2 separate regions of the Zea mays genome follow, and region 1 is linked to region 2. The links are chromatin contacts, called in public Hi-C maps. All regions are on one chromosome and are shown on one strand. Each heading gives the region's core, a stretch centred on a gene start, on an enhancer-like site or on the middle of the called end of the contact. The rest is flanking DNA. Distances are from core to core; before and after follow the strand shown. Region 1 has its middle 13 kb from the start of LOC109945042. Region 2 holds the start of LOC100382964.

Region 1 (2,700 bases), core at 86-2,585, 520 kb before region 2:
TAAGCTAAGGGTTTAATATCACGCGTGGACAGCGCGCGATACTGCGCGAACGACACGCGACAATGTGTACGACACGCGAAAACGGTGCGCACGACACACGCGAATGACTAACTAATGTCACGTTTATACTAAGCAAGAATAAATTAAAAAACATTTGAATTGGCATAATCACATTAACATGTATTTATAAAAGGGTAGCTTAAAACGATAAGTTAGTTTTAACTAACTGTTATTTTTTAATAACCAACGAACGAACTAACAATTAACTAAATAAATAAAACATGGGTCTCGACAAAACAATATTTTTAATGTGTGCATGACATTATTACGAAGCTAACGCAATCCGAATAAAATAAAATGGATTTAACATAAACTCTAACATGTATTTAATAAACCGCAAATTTAAAGTGATGTGGTGCGTTGTGATTGGTCTGAGCCAAATCCCAAGGATGGTCATGGATTTTGCATCCACATCGGATCCTTGGAGGACTATTTCCCTTGATCGCATGCAGCCAGGAGGGGAATACGACATGCAACATGGGGCCCACGAGCATTTCTACTTGCATGCCTTTTCCTTCTTGCACCCATGCATGACGCGTACGATTAACCGCAAGGGGCATTCAAGCGAGTCAGTTGCTGGCCAGGGAATGGAATGGACCACGTCGGCGTCGGCGGCCATGGCCAGGCGACGATGATGCGGCCTGTGGAGCAGGGTCCATGGCCGGCGGCGGTGGAGCACGAGAGGGGCGCGGTGGATGGTGCCACGGCGAGCGCATGGGACCCGTCAGCAGATGGGGAGGTGGAGGCACGGCTGGGCGGGCTGATTGACGGTGCGCGTGCAGGAGAGCTCGGTGGGCTAGCAGCCAGCACGACGGCTCACCGGCGGCATGACGCAGACGATGAGGCAAAGCGCGACATGGCACAGGGTGAGCTCGCCGGGACGAGGTGGGAGTGGGAGGACGCCATGGAGCATACCTACACGGCAGCGGCGAGCAGACGTCGATCTGGCGGCGCGACGAGCAGCTCCAGAGAGGCGAGGGCGAGCAGCATAGTGCTGATCTGGAGCGTCATGGGCGGCTGGGCGAGCGGTTTTGGTGAGGGAGAGGGGACATGGGCATAGCCAGAGGAGAGAGGTGGTTTTGGGAAGATGAATAGTGCCTTGCGGGCTAGGCAACTTGTCCACGCGTGCACGTTGTGCAGCCAGGCAGACAGCACGAGAGGTGGGCTGGGGGCGCGCTGGGCCAAATGGCCGAGATGGTCCAGGGCAGGGGCAGCGGCTGCGGTTGCGCAGGGTGGGTCGAGGGGGAGGGTGCGCTGCTGAGCTGGGGCGTGGTGGGCCCTACGTGCCATGGCCACGCCTGGGTCGTCACGTCGCTGTGGGCGAGCTGTGAAGGCTGTCGCACCGAGCCAGCGCGCCGCTGCGTTGGTAGGTCGTGGGCCGCCGAGCCGAGGCTGCCGCGCTGGGCAGATGAGCTGGCCACGGATCGTGCTGCTCCGTCGCGCCAGGCAATCGAGCCGAACGACCACTACAACTCTGAGGGGAGAGGAGAGACAGGCGTGGGAGATAGTCCTGGGATGGTCGGACGCGCAGGGAGAGAGGGCGTGCTCGTCGGGGAAACTTGGAACCGCCAACGACGTGAGCAGGAAAGGGAATCACAATGGAGATAGAGGGAGGAGTGGAGGAGATGACGCATGGGCCCACCTGTAAGAATGAGAGAGTGAGGGGAGATGAGAGCATGGTGGTTCAGGGAGATGGGCTGAACGACCGTTCTCTTTTTTTTAATTCTTTTCTCTTCTTTTTTATTTCTCTTCTTTTCGTATATATAGGAATAGTAGAAATTAAATATATATTAGATCCAGCCCAAAATAATTTAAATAAAACTAAATGCGATAGCAATCAAAACTATGCTTCAGCATGAAATGCAGCACACAAAGCTTCCCTAGGGTTCAATTCAGTAGGCTTACGTTAACAAAATAACACTTCATTATTAAAAAAATAGAAAAGCAAGGAAAAGAGAGGGTAACACCTGAATTTGGTGGATATTAGAAAAAAGAAATTTTACACCCCAAATTCAGGGTGTTACAAATCTAACCCCCTTAACAGAAACCTCGCCCTCGAGATTCAAGAAGAGGCAAGCAAGAAAATGAGATTGGTTCATCGGTCTTTCATAGCTTCTTCTAACTCGACTTTGACTCTGGCAACTTTAATTTGCGGACCGGTTGCTTTGACCTTTAGATGATTGAGACTGATTGATGCAATTCTTGAGGATCTCTTGGACCTGTGGGTTAGGACCCACACACGCTTTCGTTGTGCCACTCTGATCTTGTTGGTTGATGTTGATCGCGTTGTCTTCATTGGGGTTAGCGGCTAACCCCTTTATAGGAGCATTGATACACACTTGATGAAGATGCTGCCGACTCTGATCTTGACTGATTTGGAGGAGTTGGAGGTTGCCAAATGGATAGGCGCAAGAGGAAAGAATAGCGAGAAAAGGTAAGTACAGACGGATCAGAGAGAGCAGGGGGAGAACCCAACTACTTAACTCTACGACACTCACCTAGTAAACAGATGTCATTGCGAACCAAGGGCCACAACACATCAACACTCATTCCAAAGAAGCAAATCAGTCATAGCAGAAGGACAAACATCATGAGAACACATCAACAAACATCTCGTTGCTATACGTTAATGTTAACTAG
Region 2 (2,700 bases), core at 72-2,571:
ACGTACGACCATGAGCAAATGACGCGTGACGATGCGCGCGAACAGCACGCAACAACGCGCGTGCCAGACACGCGGCGCGAACGCGCGAACGAACAACGGCGACGTGTGATAATCGCTAACAGATAACGCGATTATAATAAACAAGTGTTGACTGAAAAGCGTTTAAGTTGGTGTTCATCGAGTTAATATTTATTTATAAAAGTGTGAGTTAAAAACTATAAACTAGTTTTAATTAGAAGGTCATTTTATTTAATAAGTGTCGAATGAACAACTAATTAAACAATTAGAACTTGCGACATGATAAAATACGTTACTAATATGAAATCGGTGTTGCTACAGAGTTGACGCGACTGAAACGAATCCAGACATATTTATGGCGCATTATATATTGAATAGCTAATAATTCGTGGCTAATAAACAATTTTATTAAGGTGCACGAATTGCGACTCGAGCGAATGACGACATGTGAATAGCATGCGCGATCGTCGTGCGAATAGAACACACGATACGCGTAGAATAGGGCACGCGACACACGCAGAATGGGCGGTGACAACGTACACGAACAGTACAGGCGGATAGCGAGCGGACAACGCGCGACGTGCGTGCGACGCGCGAAGCAGCACACGAGAATCACTAACTAAATGTTGATTTTTTACCAAACACTAAATAGATATTAAATACAATATCAAAGTGGTTAAAAATCACATTGTCGCGTATTTACAATCGCATAATTAAAATTATAAGCTAGATTCGATTGAACTATCATATTTTTTAACAACCGATAACACCACACCATTAACTAATTATTTAACCTAAACGATACGACAAAATGAATTTGTTAAAGCGCGTATTTTGCGATTTGCGTGTTGTCGTGCGAAGCTCATGTAAATTGCGTGCAAGGGGTAGGCGAGGCTTACCTCGCGACGACGGCGAGACGAGGCGAGATACGACGACATGTTGCGTGCACGACGCAGCGCACGAGCGACGACGAGGACACGGGCATGACGACGGCGAGGATGGCGGGTTGCGCCGCCGCAATGGCAGGCTGATCACGCCGGGCCACAGGCTAGCCACTAGGCCACGCAGACGAGGGTCAGGCCGGCCGCTATCGCGCGCATGGGCCTTATCCTGCCTTGACACGCCTGTGGGTGGTCTGGCCGGAGCACGGCAGGGCAGGGGCGGACAACGGCTGCTCGCGCATGGCTGGAGGCTGCGCGACTTAGACAAAGCTGGAGCAGGGAGGGAGCTCAAACTAGGGAGGGACTTGGCAATGTTTGGACGAACTGAAGGCGCGAGCAGGGGGCTCGGCCAGCCATAGCAGCAGTTCGACCGCAATCGCCATTCCGGATCTAGGGGAGGGGAAGAAAACTGAGGCGCGTCGTGGGCGAGATTAGTTCTTGGGTGGTTCGAGAGTAGATGAACAGTGGCTAGGAGGACTGGGCACGCGCGCTGCGTGATCCGAGCAAGAAAAACGTGAGCTGCGGCTGACAGTTTTAGGAGGAAGCGACAAGCTGACGTGTGGGCCCTTGGCTTGCTCCCTGCGCGGGTGCGCCTGGGCGCAGACGAGCCACACGGGAGCGCTGCTGGCATAGGACCACCCATGCACACAGAGCAAAGGGGCTAGGCCGCAATGGGCCAGCGGGAGAGGGCACCAGGCGCGAAGTGGGTCAGCGCAGTGGGCCGAGGATGTCGTGCTCGCGTGAGGAGAATATCCCGGTCATGCTCATCGCCAGGGAAGTAGAGCACGACTGCTCCATGGGCGGCAGTTGCCATGGCTAGCGCTACTACATAGAGGGAAGAGAGGTCGTGTGGGCTGTACGAGACTGCATAGGATACAAACTTTCTTGTATGGATGTGGCAGTTCGTGGGCGAGGTGGACAAGAGCGGACGCGAGGTGATTAGGAAAGTGGGGCTAGTCAAGGTGGTTGTTGTTTTTCCATGGGTTCAAACCCAACAAGCTGAGTGGAACGGGAGAGGTAATTGAAGAAGAATATCCCTGACGCACGTGGTACTGGAATGACTGAGAGGAACTAGTGAGGAAGAAAAGTGGTTGCACGTACAACACGTGAGGCACTACGTGACGAGGCGAGGCAATGTGGTAGGCGGGGGTAGACGAGGTAGACCCGAGTAGCACAACGTTCGCGAGGAGAAGAGCGGTTTGACGATCTCGCAAAAAGGGCAAGACCCAGAAAGGGCAAGACCCGAGTAGCACAACTTTTTGCAGTCATACACACTATGCAACAGCATGAATGTGACAATCAAAGCCTCTCTAGCTAGGCTTTTATTTTACTAAGTTAATGCCTATATATATATAGAAAATAACTCTCCACTATTTAGAAAAAATAGGAGAACATCGGTAAAGGAGAGGGTAACACTTGAATTTTGTGAATATTAGAAAAGAAATTTTATACCCCCAAATTCAGGGTGTTACATTGGCTGAGATGGGTATACAGATGGGTGATAATACTCTGCGTCGGACTGTCTGGTCAGATACGGGACTATCTGACTGAGTGCGCGGACTGTCCGGCCATGTTGTTGGACCGTCCATTGATGTTTTTGGACGATCTGGCACTGTGTGCGGACGGTCCGAATTGGTCGAATAGGGTTCATGCGGAATGTGGTGGCTCTGCTACCGATTTCGGTAATTTGATTTGGAAAACGGGGCCAACCACTGCTAATCCGGACTGTCTGCCCCCATAC

Evidence for each region. Hi-C and Micro-C count contacts between places; a contact is called where the count stands out from the background.
Region 1: a Hi-C map of ear shows a contact between it and region 2, with 2.2 times the contacts expected there. The contact joins the enhancer-like site here to the promoter of LOC100382964 in region 2. A contact is called at or near these places in 2 of 25 Hi-C or Micro-C datasets (ear and tassel).

What each region holds. Positions count from the first base shown.
Region 1 is chr3:92,531,231-92,533,930 of Zm-B73-REFERENCE-NAM-5.0, reverse strand. No RefSeq gene overlaps it. Among protein-coding and RNA genes, the nearest start is that of LOC109945042, 13 kb to the right of the region's middle. Within about 2 kb of position 1,335, at least 18 of the 20 cell types and tissues checked have an H3K27ac peak or open chromatin away from gene starts, as enhancers often do. A contact at or near this core is called in ear and tassel, where this site is marked.
Region 2 is chr3:92,012,689-92,015,388 of Zm-B73-REFERENCE-NAM-5.0, reverse strand. LOC100382964 reads right to left here and starts at 1,321. Exons shown (of 3, transcript NM_001175648.1): 1 at 918-1,321. The coding sequence starts at 956.